Regions from separate parts of the Anas platyrhynchos genome. Here region 1 is linked to region 2. Evidence: chromatin contacts called from public Hi-C data. All regions are on one chromosome and are shown on one strand. The core of a region is the stretch at or near the end of the contact, and the rest is flanking DNA. Distances in the headings are between cores, read along the strand shown. Region 1 overlaps PHF21B (PHD finger protein 21B). Region 2 overlaps PHF21B (PHD finger protein 21B).

What was found. Hi-C and Micro-C count contacts between places; a contact is called where the count stands out from the background.
Region 1: a contact with region 2 is called in a Hi-C map of small yellow follicle, with 2.0 times the contacts expected there. The contact joins two enhancer-like sites. A contact is called at or near these places in 2 of 8 Hi-C or Micro-C datasets (F5 follicle and small yellow follicle).

Annotation. Positions count from the first base shown.
Region 1 is chr1:72,429,299-72,436,914 of IASCAAS_PekinDuck_T2T, reverse strand. It overlaps PHF21B (PHD finger protein 21B), which reads right to left. Exons shown (of 15, transcript XM_072041399.1): 4 at 4,741-5,064. Among named protein-coding and RNA genes, the nearest start is that of PHF21B, 110 kb to the right of the region's middle. Within about 2 kb of position 4,739, at least 4 of the 8 cell types and tissues checked have an H3K27ac peak or open chromatin away from gene starts, as enhancers often do. A contact at or near this core is called in F5 follicle and small yellow follicle, where this site is marked.
Region 2 is chr1:72,363,531-72,371,365 of IASCAAS_PekinDuck_T2T, reverse strand. All of the region lies in intron 3 of PHF21B (PHD finger protein 21B), which reads right to left. Among named protein-coding and RNA genes, the nearest start is that of PHF21B, 45 kb to the right of the region's middle. Within about 2 kb of position 4,340, at least 3 of the 8 cell types and tissues checked have an H3K27ac peak or open chromatin away from gene starts, as enhancers often do. A contact at or near this core is called in F5 follicle and small yellow follicle, where this site is marked.

The sequences.
Region 1 (7,616 bases), core at 3,490-5,989, 65 kb before region 2:
GGGTTGGTGGCATGCTCCAAGGACACATGGGACAGATTTTGTTCCCATAGATGTTGTGTGTAACATGAATATATCTAAGGGCATTCTTGAAATGACCAGAAAGTCCAGTAGTGTGGATGCCAACACATTGATTCTGCCAAAGGCAGCCCGTGGGAGTTTCCTCTGAAGCAGCATAAATGGATCCTTTATTTCTCAGTTTTCCAATGGTGAAATGTGGAATAATAGCACTTCAGTCATACTAACTCCATATTGGGAGGATAAATTAACTATTGGCCTGTACATAGAAATTGTGGTAACATGGATCATAGAAGAAAGCTATATATAGCCACATAACCAATATAGATAAATGTAGCTATAAATAAAACCCCTAAGTACTACTGCAATACAAATAATAAATAACAGGCAAAAAGACTTAGTCATACATGCAGGTGGATTTCCAATTATGGAAGAAGCACTTTTACAGAAAGCAGAGTAGAGCACATTAAGTGGGATGGAAAAGAGAAAGATAATAAATCATGCTACAAATAAATTATTCTGAAAAATGGCCATCACAGGCAAAGGTATGTTCTTACACTTTTGGAATGCAGTTTTTCTAGTAAATTGAATAAACAGACAGCTAAGAAGTATATATGAGCATCCTCCAATGTGTATAAAAGCCACTTTTTTGTGGAAAAAAAAATGGATACCCATGTAGGTTGCTCAGTCTAAAGAAGGATACAAGTATTTCTTTGAGCAATGGAGTTAATGAAGCATTTGTGGAGAACAGTTTACTACCTTGCCAAGAATTTATAGCCCTATAAATCCTCATACTGTATTTTACTTTGAAATAACCTCCCTGTATAAAGCCCCAAGATGCAACAGCATATATGCATGGGGAGGCTTGCCAAACTTTCCTCCAGCTGATTCAGGGAATACACGCATCAGAAGGAAAGAATGGAGAGGAGCAGAAGGCAGATTTTGTGTAGTCAGTTTTGGAGTCCTCATGGACAGGGAGTCAGTGCCACGCAAAGATCTTTTCTCATAGCCTCATAGAGTAAAAGGGGACAGAGCACCACACCCAGATGATGGATAAAGGCCAGCTCTTTTATTACCAGTATCCTAACGTTCCTGCATCTGATACCCGCTTCACATTTTGGAAGCCTTCAGGAGTTGCCGTAGGTGAGCAGTGCCCAGACAGCAGATGACAGGTACATACAGAGACCTCTGTCTCCGATGACAAAGCCAGAGCCAGGTCCAGCAGTGCTCTTGCTTCAGGGTTACGGGTAAGCCTAAACCCAGCAATGCTGTGCTGCCCAGAGATAGCTAAGCTGGCTGCAAACAACCTGTCTGGAACTACAGTGGTGCAGTTGCCAGAGAGGCAAAGGGTGCGTTGAGCAGTACCCAGCATGATGGTTCCAGGACATTGACTGCCTCTGCAGAGCCACTCTCTGCACTTCTGTGAGCTTCTGCGGAGCAGCTCTGTGTATCCACACCTTTGCACTTCACAGCCCAGTGCAGATATGCCCTCCCAGTGCTTTTTTCTTTCATTACAGCTCCCAAAAAGCAGCCAAGGGGGCTGACAGCTGTATCCCTCCTCTTTGCTGGTTCTCCTGATAGCTGAGTGATCCAACCATCCTTTGAAAAGCCGATAGGTTTTCTGCTTTTCCCAGAACTAGGTTCTGGGATGCCTGCTGGCCCTCAGTTTTGCTATTTGGAAGAGAATGAGGAGGTTGCAGAGGGGCATTTTCTTTACCCAGTGCATTGTTGCAGCACAGCAGATGGGACTTTGTCCTTCAGCAAAGCAATCTCGGATCATTCTGATCTGATTTGCTGATAGGAAACAGCAAATACCACGTAAATACGATTATAATCAAAACATAATTTGAGAGGTTATGGTAAAATTTGTTACAGTAAGAGTACTTTGTAGGTACAGGCATACTGCTGTCTTATAACTACCCAGTAGTTCTAGGGCATTCCCTATAAAAGCAATAGTTATACTCTGAAGGCAAAGCAACTTCTAGCGTGTATACAGCATATGCCAGCAAAATTCAGTTTATGCCAGCAAAACTCAGCTTTTGCCAACATAACTTGTTCCAGGTCAGACAAATGAAACTCTAAGCTTTGTTTCTCAGAGCTGGAGAAAGGGCTGTACACTCATGACATGCCTGCACGTAGACTTTCATCAGTGTAGCTCCATCAGTCATATCTTCATACACTGTATTGACACTGAAAGGCTGCCAAGGAAATGCATAGACCTAGCACTAGTTTCTTGAGCTCACGGTTTCTGATGCTTACAGATTTAAATCATGGTTAATACCACAATGTTTCCTGTTTCTAATAAAAGATGTGATAATATCTAAACAATCCTCTGGTGTCCATTATGCACATAGTTGTTTAGATACTTTTTTCGATGCAGATATGGCTTCTATTATAGCCAACGATGTTTCAAAATCACTTTAAAAATCTGCTTGGTAAACAACAGCCTAAAATGAAAGTGCTGACATACAGCTGCCCAAGTAAAAATTCTGTAACAAACTTATATTTAACCCTATCTATACTTAAAAGTTCTGTATTTAGATTATAGTGTTTGATGCCCTATTTTTTTCCACTGAATTTAATTTAGCATTTCATTCTTCCTGCTAGATACCACTTGAGATGACTGTATGCACATGCTGATCCCCTTAAATGCTTTTGAGCAGAAACTACTGTTCAGAAACTCATAACATTACATTACATGCCCTTGCCCTTTCCCTCACTTTGCAGATGCAGAGGAATAGGCTATACGACACCAGTAATCTCATTTACTACTATCAGTTTGCCACCTTAACCCAGTTTGCAGAAGGCCGTCATTATCCTCCATCTCACAAACTTCATACATTTTAGCTGGAAAAAAAATAATTCTGAGCCATAACAATACCGCCAAAAAAAAGGAAATGCTTATTAATAAATGTCAACAATGGAACAAGTTCCCTCTAAAATTGCAGTGCTAGTAGCTAAGGTGTTACTGCTATTGATCTGTAATCACCGCTCTGGGAACAATCAAGAATACTGAACATGAAGCAAGAACACTTTTTTTTTTTCATTTGACCAGAAGAAGAAACCTTGCAAAATAAATTTAATTTGGGTAGAAGAGTGATAATTAACATGCAATACAGCACTAAACTTCCCAACAGCTTAGGGCCAGAGGTCAGCTTGCATTTTTATACATTTACAATTCAATATTTCTAATTGTTTTTATCCATGCTTGCTGACTATTCTCAAAAGATTAAACTCCTATAGTCCTCTGCTTCAGAAATGTGCCATTGCTCAGCTTTTTATTCCATAATTTACTAACATAATGAGAGATACTAAATCACAAAATTACAGTTCTTGAAAACTTGTGAATGTGAAGACTTTTCTAAAAAAAACCACTGGACTTCTTCTTCCAGCAAAATAAAGGCAAACTCCACGTGCTGGACAATATTCCCACGCTATTTTGATGACAGCAAACTTCTGCTTAAAATGAAACTGTTCTTTGCAAAAAAAAAAAAAAAAAAAAAAAAAAAAAAAAAAAAAAGTCCTAGTACTGGGGCAATACTGCAGCTGCACCTGGGCTTTATTGCTGTGAGGTACAATACGCTGCTAAACACAGCACGTCTGGGGAAGTGGATGGTGGAAGTGGGACCTGTTTGCCCTTTTTAAAACATAAATGGGAAGCACCAAGGGTAATTCAGCAGCAGGACGGCTTACCAGGTCAGAAAGTCTTTCCTTTAACAACTTACCCAAATTTCAAGTTTGCAGCCAACTGTCCTAGTCTGTACTGTTCCCCAGCACCTGCGACTGCTATTTCATAATTCAGGCTAACTAGGCTAAACAGCGTTTCAAACTTCTTCTTCCACTGCTTAGATTCTTTTATTCCTATAGCAGGTAACAGTGACAGGAAAAGACAGTCACAAAATGATAGACTGTTGAAACACTGAAACTTTTATCATTCACGTGATTATCATTTATATAGTTATTTTCCAGAATTCTAGGAAGTCTCCACTGGAACAGCTTCAAGTATCCTTTCAATAAAGCACAAACACCTTCAATGAAGGAAACTATCCAGCGTGAATACAGAGGAGAGATCCCAAGTCGAATTCCCCATGCAGCTACCTCGATGTAAGCAAGGACATCATTAAGGACAGTGATGCTTCGGCAGGGACAAGACCACTTGGTTCCCCAGGTGGCTGGGTGTGCTTTCCCTGTTGCCAGAGGATGAAAAATGGGATGGCCATTCACTCACTCCTGCGTTTCGGACAGGGGGCTAACTGAGCACCCCGAAGCCTTAAGCCTGTAACATGAGGTGCACTTACAGACGTGTTCAGTCAGTTTGCCCTAATTCCTGCTATCCTCTTCCTTCCCCATCTTTGGACTCACACCCTGAGCCTGTGCACACACCAGGTACACCGCCACAGCCTCTAGTGCTGAAAGGAGGCGAGAGATTTTGCTCCGAGTTGGACACCCGAACCTTTCAGCCTCAGAATCACGCTCCGACTTCACAAGCTTCGCTCCCCGCCTCCCAAGCCCCTCGGGCTGCAGCAGCCCCTTCCCCACTGGGGCCATACCCTGCCCCTCAGGGCTCCCCCCGCCCCCAGCCACCCTGGGGCTCCCCCACGTCCCCGTGGGCCACCCCCTGCCCGTCTCCCGGAGGCCCCTCCCCGCCGCCGTGGCCCTCCCGCCCACAGCCCGCGGCGGCGGAGCCCCCCGCCTGCTCCCGACCCCGGCCCCGCCCGCCCTTACCTGTGCCCGGGAGCCGAAGTCGGGCGGGCGGCGAGCGGTCGCCAGCCGGGCTGGGGTCTGCAGGTTGATGGGGGAGCTCTGGGGGGGCTCCACGCCGCCCAGCCCGCCGTTGAGGTGCGCTGTCACCATCGCGATGGGCGCCTTGGCCGGCACGACGGAGATGGCCAGGTTCTGCGCGGGGCTGCCGCCGGGGCTCCCGCCGCCGCCGCCGGGTGCCTTGAGGAGCGCCGGGACGCCGCCGCCTCCGCCGCCGCCAGGCTTGGCGCTGCCGCTGGCGCCGCTGCCCACCAGCAGAGCCGCGGGGCGGCTCCTCACCGCCAGCTTCTGCCGGGGGAGAGGAGAGAGAGAGAGAGAGGCGCCATCGTCACCGGGACGAGGAAGGACCGGGGCCCCGCCGCCCGCCCGGCCGTGTCCGAGGGCGGCTGCCGCAGGGTGGCGAGAGGGGGAGGCCGGGCCAGGGCTCGTGGAGCAGAGCCCTCCAGCTGAGTTCCTCTTGGGCTCACCCCAAACGCCGCCCGAGCCCTTTCTCGACTCCCCTTAAACTCTACCTCTTCTTCTTCACAGCGCTGCTTTCAGGTTGCTCCAGAGTGGTTCCTCTCGTTTGTATCACCAACACCATCTAGGTAGGGTATCTCCTCTAAGCACTGTTTGAGATTTGTACAGCCACTGTGAAGCTGCCGTCTGGTGTCCGCTACTGCTGCTGTCTGGTACTTAATCCTGCAAAGGCTTCTGCCCGTATTTAACTTTATTCACAGCGTGGTCCTGAATTGGCTTTAGTGAAATTGCATCTACTGTGTAACCTTCCAGGAAGGTTCCACATTTGTAGGTCTGCTGCTGTACTAGCAAAGCCATTAAGAGTCTTGTCTACTTGATTAAAATACTGCATATATGTGTATGCGTGTGTGTATAAACACACAAGTGTGCTTAGTTCTTTTAAAAACGAAGACTGAAAACTGTTCTGGCCATAAGCAGAAGCTGTGTAGTACAAAACAGATGTTTAAGGAAATACCTACCTTCTTCCCTTTAAACCTGCTATATACTTTGAAGCTATAAAGCCTTAGTGGTCACACATGTTTGCTCTAGGGACCGTAGGTTTTGTGTTTGTATGAAATTAAAAGCATGCATTTTATTAGAGATAGCTGCTTCATTTTTATATAAAGAAACATTGTGGGTTTTTTTTCTTCAATACATCAACATTATTCTAGTAACTGTGACTTCATAGAAATTGTTTGAAGCTTTGTTTGGTTTTGTTTCATGCTTTTTTTTTTTTCTCCATTAACCTAACAGTCATCCCAGGAACCAATGGCAATGCTTTCCATATACTATGCTACTGTGTGTCATAGATCTTTTAAAGAAGAAGGGAGAATCTTTACTCTCAGCACAAAATTACATCTGTCTGTCAGTTTTAAAGTACTTTAGTGAAGGTTAACAGCTCAAGTGCATTTAATGTGTGTGCAGAAAGTTACTTACGACAAAATTCTGTAGAACTTGCATTTATCTGTTCCACTGGTGCTCCTTGCACTATCTCAGTGTCCTGGTAGTATGTTGTTCCAGATGCAAAACTACTGCATGCAGGACAGCTGAACACTGCCTCTTCCCAACTCTACTGAAAACTTCCTTGCATGGTGGCTTACAGCACAGTACAAAGCTTTCAAGTTAAGATTTCAGCTTTGTGGTTATGTCTTTGTTTTATGTCACGTGAACACCGCTAAAAGCTTACAGATGGCATGAAAACACCGTACGCTGTTACAGGGATGTAAATCCATTACTTAGAGTCCAGTGGAGTTAGTCCAGGAGTGAAATCCTAGTTCTGTTGCAGACAACCAGAGTTTTACTGCTGACACCAGTAGCCCTGTGACTTCTTTTTTGTGCAGCTAAGACTACTCTGCCCCTGAGGAGCCCATGTATTATTAAAATATATTTTAATGTTTGTCCCCCAAAAAGCAAACATATAGGTTACTAAATGAATGAACAACTTATGACAAATATTTGGTCTTATTGCACTGATTGCATATTTTCACTTAAATAAAACTTTTAATATGTAATCTCCTAATGGCATTAATACAGCTTTGCCTTTTTTTTCTCAGGCAACAGAAAACATCAAAGCAAACAAATCTCCAAGATCCCAAAAGATCAATATGTGGTAGATCAGTCGTACAGGCAAGTAAATAAATAGATTATTACTTTCCTGACAGAATTTAATAGCTAGTAATTGTTTTTTCTCTCGTTCCAATAGGGGAAAATATCCTGAGAAGTACAAAAGCAGAAATTCTGCAAACAAACAAACAAAATAAAATCACTACTCAAACAACCATCTGTCTATTTTCTGCCGTTCTCCCTACGTACATTAACAATGAGTTAGTTTTGTGACTCTTTGCACATGATACGTGTTAGTGTTTTGTCAATAAATTGAAAAAAATGTCTACGTGTATTTATGGAACAAAAAAAATATTAAAGGAAGTAAGTGCTACTGCTTGCTTCAAAGTCTAATTTGAGATAAACATTAAACACTCAATGTTGACTGTTCACCTCCTAGTGGAAAGCTTATGTTTTAATTTTGGTTCTTGACCTTTTGGGGGAAAATACAAAAAATACATGAATTCTGTCCCTGGGCTTGAAAGGACCAATCCACCCATGCCAGCTACTTCCACAGGGATCAATGGTATACGAATTTTATTTAAATAACTGCAAATTGTAGAAATTGAATATGAAAGCATACACAACAGATCAGGTGTTCCAGATAAGCTTCCAAAAAGGAGTTACAGAAACTGGGGAAACAGAGATATGGAATCTCTTCTGTGTCTCAGTTAATAACTTTCTGGAAAAAAAAAAAAAAAAAAAAAAACCTTCAAAAATGTCCCCCTTAATCAGATTAT
Region 2 (7,835 bases), core at 3,091-5,590:
AAAGGATCAAAGGAGCATCACTGCCAAGTCACCAAAGCAGCTGATCGCGAGCTTGTGCTGCCCCTCTTTATAACAGACCAACTCTGCCACACAACAAGGGTATGGGGAGAGGCACGGGGGAGCTACCCCATTGCTAGCAAATATGAGCCAAAACTTCTCCAAGTGAGTCTTAGGTGATCAGTGAACCATGGTGAAATTTGTTCTATTTCTAGTCCTGCCAAAAACTCATATTAGAGATGAACACTCCTGGAATTGACCCTGAAAACCCAGAGAGAAGCAAAAGCTGATTCCACTCTCAGCCACCCCAATCTCTTGCACATGCCATTACATCTCATTGGGCTCCCCAGTAATTCTTCATCTCATGCCAATAGGGTACAGGGTAATAATTGCACCAGAGTGTCTCTGAAAGCTAGCCAGTAAATTCAGACCAAAAGAGTGCCTAAACTCAGTGTGATTAAACCAACACAATAAATTCTAATGACCAAGTAGCTTGGACCAATATTTACCAGTGCATGCTGTTGAGTTGATCAGAATACAGAACTCTTTGTGCATGGAAGAGATAGTCTGTTATCACACCTCAGCTTGTCTTTCACACCACATGCACCACTTACTACACAACTGAAGCACAGCTTAGCAATTTTATAATTTTATTCAGCCGGTCTGCCACAAAAACTCAATTTAAAAGCTGCATTATTGTAACTTGGGGATATGGATCCCATTAACTAGCTCCTTGTCACTTCATATAAGCACCATTTCTTCACATTTAAGGTACAATTATAGTAGGAGCTTCTTTTTCTGACTAAACTTTTTCTATCTGCTTTGCTGTACTTTTCCTGTCCCTCTGGCATTTTAAGCCAGGAGGTACATTTTTAGAAGGCTGTTCACTGCAGAGCATATCCTTGCTTAACAGGAAGGGAAGCAGGGAGGAATCTCTTCAGGTACCATGGAAGGGGTTTAAAGACACTTTGTTGCTCTCCAAGTTTCTCCATTCCCCAATTACATAGAGTGAATGCTATATAGAAAAATCAAAAACTGGCATTTTCAGGTCCTCAGTTCTGGGCAGATAATTCTATATCATCAGTATGTGAAACATGAACCTCTTTTAGCATGAGGTAGCCTTCTTGAGTGAGCAGGGTATTTATACCCCACTAATCACCATGCCATCCTGGTACCTTCACTTCCCTATCTCCTTCTCACCTCCCTGGTCTTTTTTCGTAGGAGCTGAAGCTCGACTCCACACTCGACACAGAACCATTGTCAAAGCTCTGCCAGCCCTTCCATCCCAAACCCTATTTTTTTTTCCTCTCTTTTTTAATCTGGGGCTTCTCTTTCCGCTGATTCAAAAACAGAGCAATCTTGCTCTGAGCTGAAAACATGGGAAGCGACATCATTCCTGTAGTATTTTCACCCACCAATTATCACCTTATTTTGCACTCTGAAAAAATGTACTTTGACATGGTTCCAGCTCATAAGGACACTCAGCAAGGCAGACTCTGGCCATGTTTATAGTCTTTATACCATGGCCTTTGCAATTTCCAGCTGGGCCAGGGGCCTGAAGGCTGCTTGAATTTGCACCACAGCTTTGAAAGCCAGGGAGAAGCAGAATGCTAAAGTGACCTACATTTCTCTTCACAATTTCTTAGCTTGACAGAAAACCAGCCAGTCTCAAGGCAGGATCTCAAAATACTTTGGCTTCATTCTGTGCTCTCAGACAACCACAGTGCCAAGTGGGAAAGAACAACAAACAAGGTGCTCTTGTAAGTGGTGGCCAAGTGGTGTCAGGTGGCTTGCAGAGGCTAGAACAGGGCAGCATTTCAGTTCTGCACTGCGTGTATCTGTCAGCACCTGTCCCTGTGCCACTACGCTCAGAAAAGCAGCAGTGCCAGATCCCCACACAAAAGCACTCCATGTCTCCCTTCTATTTCCAGGGATTTCCCAGGCTCCTGGGGGTTTTGTGTGAGGGGCAAGGCTCAGTACTAAATGGGACGTAGTCCCTAACAGGATGCTGTCAGCTCTTTTACAGGATTTGTAGCAAACTAAAAATAGCAGAGTAACACAATTATTTCTTTGTATTATAAGATTACATTTTTAAAAATAGATGCTGTTAGCTGAAAGCTGTGTTGAATGCCTCATTCATCCTAATACAGTGTCTAGGATAACAAACCCAATAAGAAGTCAATTTTATATCAATAATATCCACTCTTCCTCCTGTTTGCTTCTATTTCAGTCAGGTTAGGCACTAACAGATCAATTTCCAGATATAGACAGATTGTCATGATCCTGTTGGCCACTGGAACATGCCACCAAAGCCATGTGAAGAAATGTCAATCCTGGCAATTAATGAAATTTCAGTTCCAGGTTAGTAAAACTGAGATATAAGAAAAAGGGCAAACAAAGCCTTGACACCAAACACTTGTTTATTTCAAAAGAATTTGAGTAATATCTACCCATAATATATCATTCGTGCTCATTTCTCATGAAGATTTATAGACCCCAAGAAGGAATTCTAACATTGCTGACCTGACTTCTCTCCCCAGGACTTGGTCTTCATTGGTAAAATTACTGTTGTCAACAAGACTTTCCTTAATTTAAAGAAGATTGAAACCAGGAATATACCTCAAATTATGATCCTAAAGCACTGTTTAAGTAACGAAGAGGTCATGTATGGTATGTGGCAAAAGAAAAAAGAAGACAAAGTCAATTTCTAATTGTTGAATTTCATGAAATCATGCTGGTATGTGGTTCATATTGCTAATGGTAGTGAAGATCTCCTGAAACATCTGTACTGAGTTTTGGTAAATTACTTTGAGAAGAGATGTTGAAAGTTAGAAAGAGATCAGAAATCACAAAGTTATTCACAAGAATACAGATGGATTTTTATATGTCACAGCATCACAATCAACATGCCAACATGTTTACCTGATTTGTAACACAAGCAAATCTGCAACTTTAAAGTTGCCAATGTGACTGTGTCTCTTGACCAAAACACCCACTAGAAGCAGCAAAACATTAATGTTTTGAGAGAGAAGAAAACGCAGAAAAGAACTAATAACAATGATCTACTGTTCTAAAGAACCCCTTCATTTTCATCTCTTTGATCTCTCTACAAATATAAACCAGTGTTTTCAATGCTTGGGTCCCCGTTTTAACAAACAATAAACTGAATGATGCAGCCAAAGCCATATATGACTTCATGCTGAAGACAATGGGAATGCCTTCACTGGGAATGAGATGAAAGTCACAGTGAAAAAGCCACAAGGCTGCAAGGAGGAACCCTAGAGTCCTGGTTCCCACCCCTGTGTTCTACTTATTAGACAGTATTTTCCATTATTATTTGTGAACAAAGGATTTAAAGCACTCAGGCTGCAGATCAACAAGCACATACCCTCATTTGAGTGGAGGGTAAAATCACTTCACAGTAAAATGTTAAGCAACTGAAACTCAAAGCAGGTTAGATCTCTTTCAACCTGATCATATGTTTCCTTGGCTTTCAGAATATAATTTTTATATGGGAGGACTAAGGTCAAGTAATATTCCGCAGAATTGAATTTGCAAAGCTCATCTAGGTTATCTAGCCAAAGGTGGTCTTTCTAAAGCTGGTCAAGTGGGCTTCTAAGTGATCTTCGTCACCCCAGGAACTCCTGGGATACCGTATCTCAAGTTGCTTGCAAAGTTCTTTAGATTCTACAAGAAATCCTGCATCAGCTGACCATCATGATAGAGTATCAAGGACTATAGTGTATCTGCTCAAGTTCTTCCATTGCCAGCCAATATGTAATTCACTGCAATCCTAACAACGATATTTATTAGGGATACATGTACATAGTTGCCTTACCCCCTGTGATTATTTTATCAAGTGTCTCATGTTGAAAACAAAATAAAAAATAATTTTGTTTCATAAACTTCTTTCACTCATTTAATTGCCATCAGTATATAGGATTAAGTATCTCACTTAAAAGAAGAAAAAAAAAAAGACACTATAGTACTTTCTAAAACAACCTTCCACTATCCCATGCACTAAAAGACAATGTTTAAGCATAAATATTCTTTTTTGCAAAGCAAGAACTGCTTCGATCTCTTTGCTGCAGTTAATTGATACATTTTGGCATGTCAGAGGATCAGGGGGAAAAAAAAAAAAAAGTACAATCAGCCTGAAATTCTAACAAAAGTCTAAGAAAACCTTTCTCCTTGTGCATCCTGTGTTTATTCTTTCCACACTAGTCCTGAAAACAAAAGACCAATTTTCAAGGCAAAGGGCACCCAGGGGGACTTTATACGCATGGCATTTATCTTCTTAAAGTCCTCTTTCACAACTTTAAACCAATGGGTGATGTTAATTAAGCTGTACAAAAACCCCTCTGAATCTATTCTTCTAATTAAAGAACCACAACAAGAAACCACTGGTATGTTCCACTGGTCTTTAAGAATGTACACAAAAAGGCTGGAAGTCTCAGCACAAAGTTTCCTGAGACTATCACATGTTCCCCACATAAAATAATCAGGGATGGAGCTTCAGTTATCGGGGAATTCCCATTTTGGAAGCTAGTAAGATGCAGTGTTGGGCTGCTAGAGGGAACACGCAGCAGTAATCACACTAAAGAACTGATATGGAGGCAAATATATTGCCTTGCCATTGTGTCTACCCAGTTCTACCCTAGCCTGTCTCTACATTAAGACAGTTTACAAAAGGAAAGCTCTCTTTTAATCAGCTTAATGCAGCAGGCAGTTAATAGGGTGCATAAAAACATTGCTCTTTAAAACTTAAAAAAAAAAAAAAAAAGTTGCAGATTCCTTTCGCCTAGCTTTTAATTAAAAGGAGAGATGAGTTCTTAGATGGGAATGAAGCAGGCCTGTGGGGACATGCTCAGGACCCAGATGATGCTTAGACAATGCTTTCCATGCACTGAGATTGAGGATGGACTGTGACCACTGGGGTGCTGCTCCACTGCTACAGCTTCTGCTTCAAGTGGTCGTCAAAGCAAGTTCAGGCACAGTTCATCATTATTATTTCATCAATCAAATGTGCTATGCTCAGCTGGCAGGCAGTGAAGTAGGTTGTCACAGATGCATCCAAATCCAGGTCAAAGGAGGGTTTTGTTCTTCCAAAAAAAAATTAAAAAAAAAAAAATGTATATATATATATATATATATACATATATAAGTCCACTGCAGAATGAGATATTCCATACTAATCAAAACAGAAATGGTGGAAATAAATAAATACTTGAATCTTAAGATCCAGAAGAAGTTGACCAAAGGGAAAAAATAGCATACTTTTGTCTCTCTTGATATCCACTGGAAACACTTTATCTTCTTGGGTTCAAAGAAACTTCCATTAGGCAAAAATTCAATACTTGGTGCTACTTCTGCAAAAATGCCTTTGCTGCAAAAGACACAGAAGAAATCCTAGGCATTTGAGGAATTTTTTCTTCCCCAGAAGTCTTTTTGTTTGGTTTGAATACCAGAGACAAATGAAGGATACTTCCCTATCACTGGAATGCCCTCTAACCTTCGTTGCAACCCAGAGCCTCTGCTACAGGCAGCTTTGCTCTCCTGAGGCACTTATAGAGGTGCAGTGACCTCAGCAGACCTGAACCACACAGGTTTTCTTGCTCTCTGAAACAGCCAACTGCAAAACTCCTTTACGAGCCATGTCACTACAACTGAAGATAAACTCAAGCACTGCTGCTATTTTTAAAGCACACCCTTCTTTTACTCCAAAACCAATTTTTATATAACCTTCGTCTTACAGATATGTGAGTGGTGAGCAGCGCTGGCCTTTGAAATCTAGCAGCTTTGGAGCTGTTTAATGTTAGTTTAGTGTCTGTTCCTACAGACTGACAGTGATTATTTGAGGCACCAGATGGATCACAGAGACTTTTTAAATGAGTTATGCATATTTTGTGCCTCAGTTCTGTTAGCTCATGTCATGGATATTCTCACTTGTTTGCAGTCATTATATGCATGGCTTTGTATAACATTGATGGTAGGGGTGGATGACAAATATGTTTTCTTTTCAGAGGTTATCTGCTGACAAACAACTACCATTAATTCTGGCTCTCCATCTAAGACATAATGATTTAGCCCCCATCTCCTTCAGAAATTTATATTGGAAAGCATTTCAGAAAAGGAAGGGGTGTACCCTTCCTTGAAGGGCAGCCAATGAACTAAGATCTCAAGCAGGAGGAACAGTGCACAGCCAGCATCGCTCAACAAAATAACCAAAAGACTGATACAAAACCAGCAATAAACAAAAAGCTACAGATATTCAAGGAATGTTGGGAGCTGCAATCTCTGAAAAACAGAGATGCTTCTATATACAGTTTACAAGCCCATCCCTAATTTTCTTGATCACCTGAGAGAAGCTACAAGCTCCCATTATCTCTGGAGATATTGCAGACCCTCTCTCCACTCCAGCTTAGCCTTCTAGCTTTCATTTGTTCCTACAGCTCTGACCACAACGGGACCAAGAAACACTTTCAAAAACTATCTGAACACACACACCCTGTATTTCAGCACCATTTTGAGCCATGAGTCAGGAGAAGCAGGCACTCAAGGGTGCCTGGCAGACAGTGTGTTTTCCAGCAACACTCCAGCATCTGACTCTGCCACCTCTTTCCCCAAACAGCTGACCAGCCAAGCCTGACCCTGACTAACGTGCTGCATCTGTGTCGTGGTTTAACCTGGCTGGCAGCTAAACACCACACAGCCGTTTGCTCACCCTCCCCCCTCCCTCTCTGGGACGGGGGAGAGAAATGGAAAGTGAAGCCCGTGAGTTGACAAAGACAGTTTAATAAGACAGTAAAATAATAATAACAATAACAATAACAATAATAATAATAATAACAATAGCAATAATGCAATGATGATAATAATACTAATAATAATAATGTGTACAAACCAGTGATGCATAATGCAATTGCTCACCACCCGCTGACCGATGCCCAGCCTAACCCCGAGCAGTCCGGCGCCCCTCCCCCGGCTAGCCACCCCTATATATTGTTTAGCATGACGTCAGATGGTATGGAATACCCCTTTGGCTAGTTTGGGTTACCTGTCCTGGGTCTGTCCCCTCCCAGCTCTTGCTGCACCCCCAGCCTGCCCGTTGGCAGGACAGAGCAAGAAGCTGAGATGTCTTTGGCTTAGTATAAGCACTGCTCTGCAACAATTAAAACATCGGGGTGTTATCAGCACTCTTCTCATCCTAAGCCAAAACATAGCATTCTACCAGCTACTAGGAAGAAAATTAACTCTGTTCTAACTGAAACCAGGGCAATCTGGCACAGATGATTCTGGAGCAGGATACTGACCACTGCACACTGCTGCACTTGACTGTGGTGTCCAGTCTGCTTGAAGGAGAAGTGAAACAAGAGGTAAATTCTGTGAGACCTTTCTCTAAGCAAGAGACGCAACAGGTCTGACCATAAGATGTGAGTCAAAAAACTCTGGAATCAATAGGATTGACCTCTCCAAGCCTTGCATCTAACCCATCTGGTGCAACACCTCTTTTAAACTACTACTAATGTGTTTTAAAATGTATTAATGAACACTGTGCTCAGGAAAAGTTTGTGATGTTAAGCTCTCTGCTTAAAACACACTTTCAACTAAGCTCACACAGCTAGAACTTGTAGTACACTCCAACTACTATAACCCCAGTGGAAAGATGGTGTAATAAAAAGTCATGCAGCAGAATTTACCAGTCAGTGTTCTCATGACAAGCTACTGCTCCTTGACAAAAAGATTCATGAATATCTAAGGCTTTTCTGGAGTTTCAGTATTGGTATTTTCAGGGCTGCAAAGAACATTTTTCTTAATGTATAATTCATTTTATTATT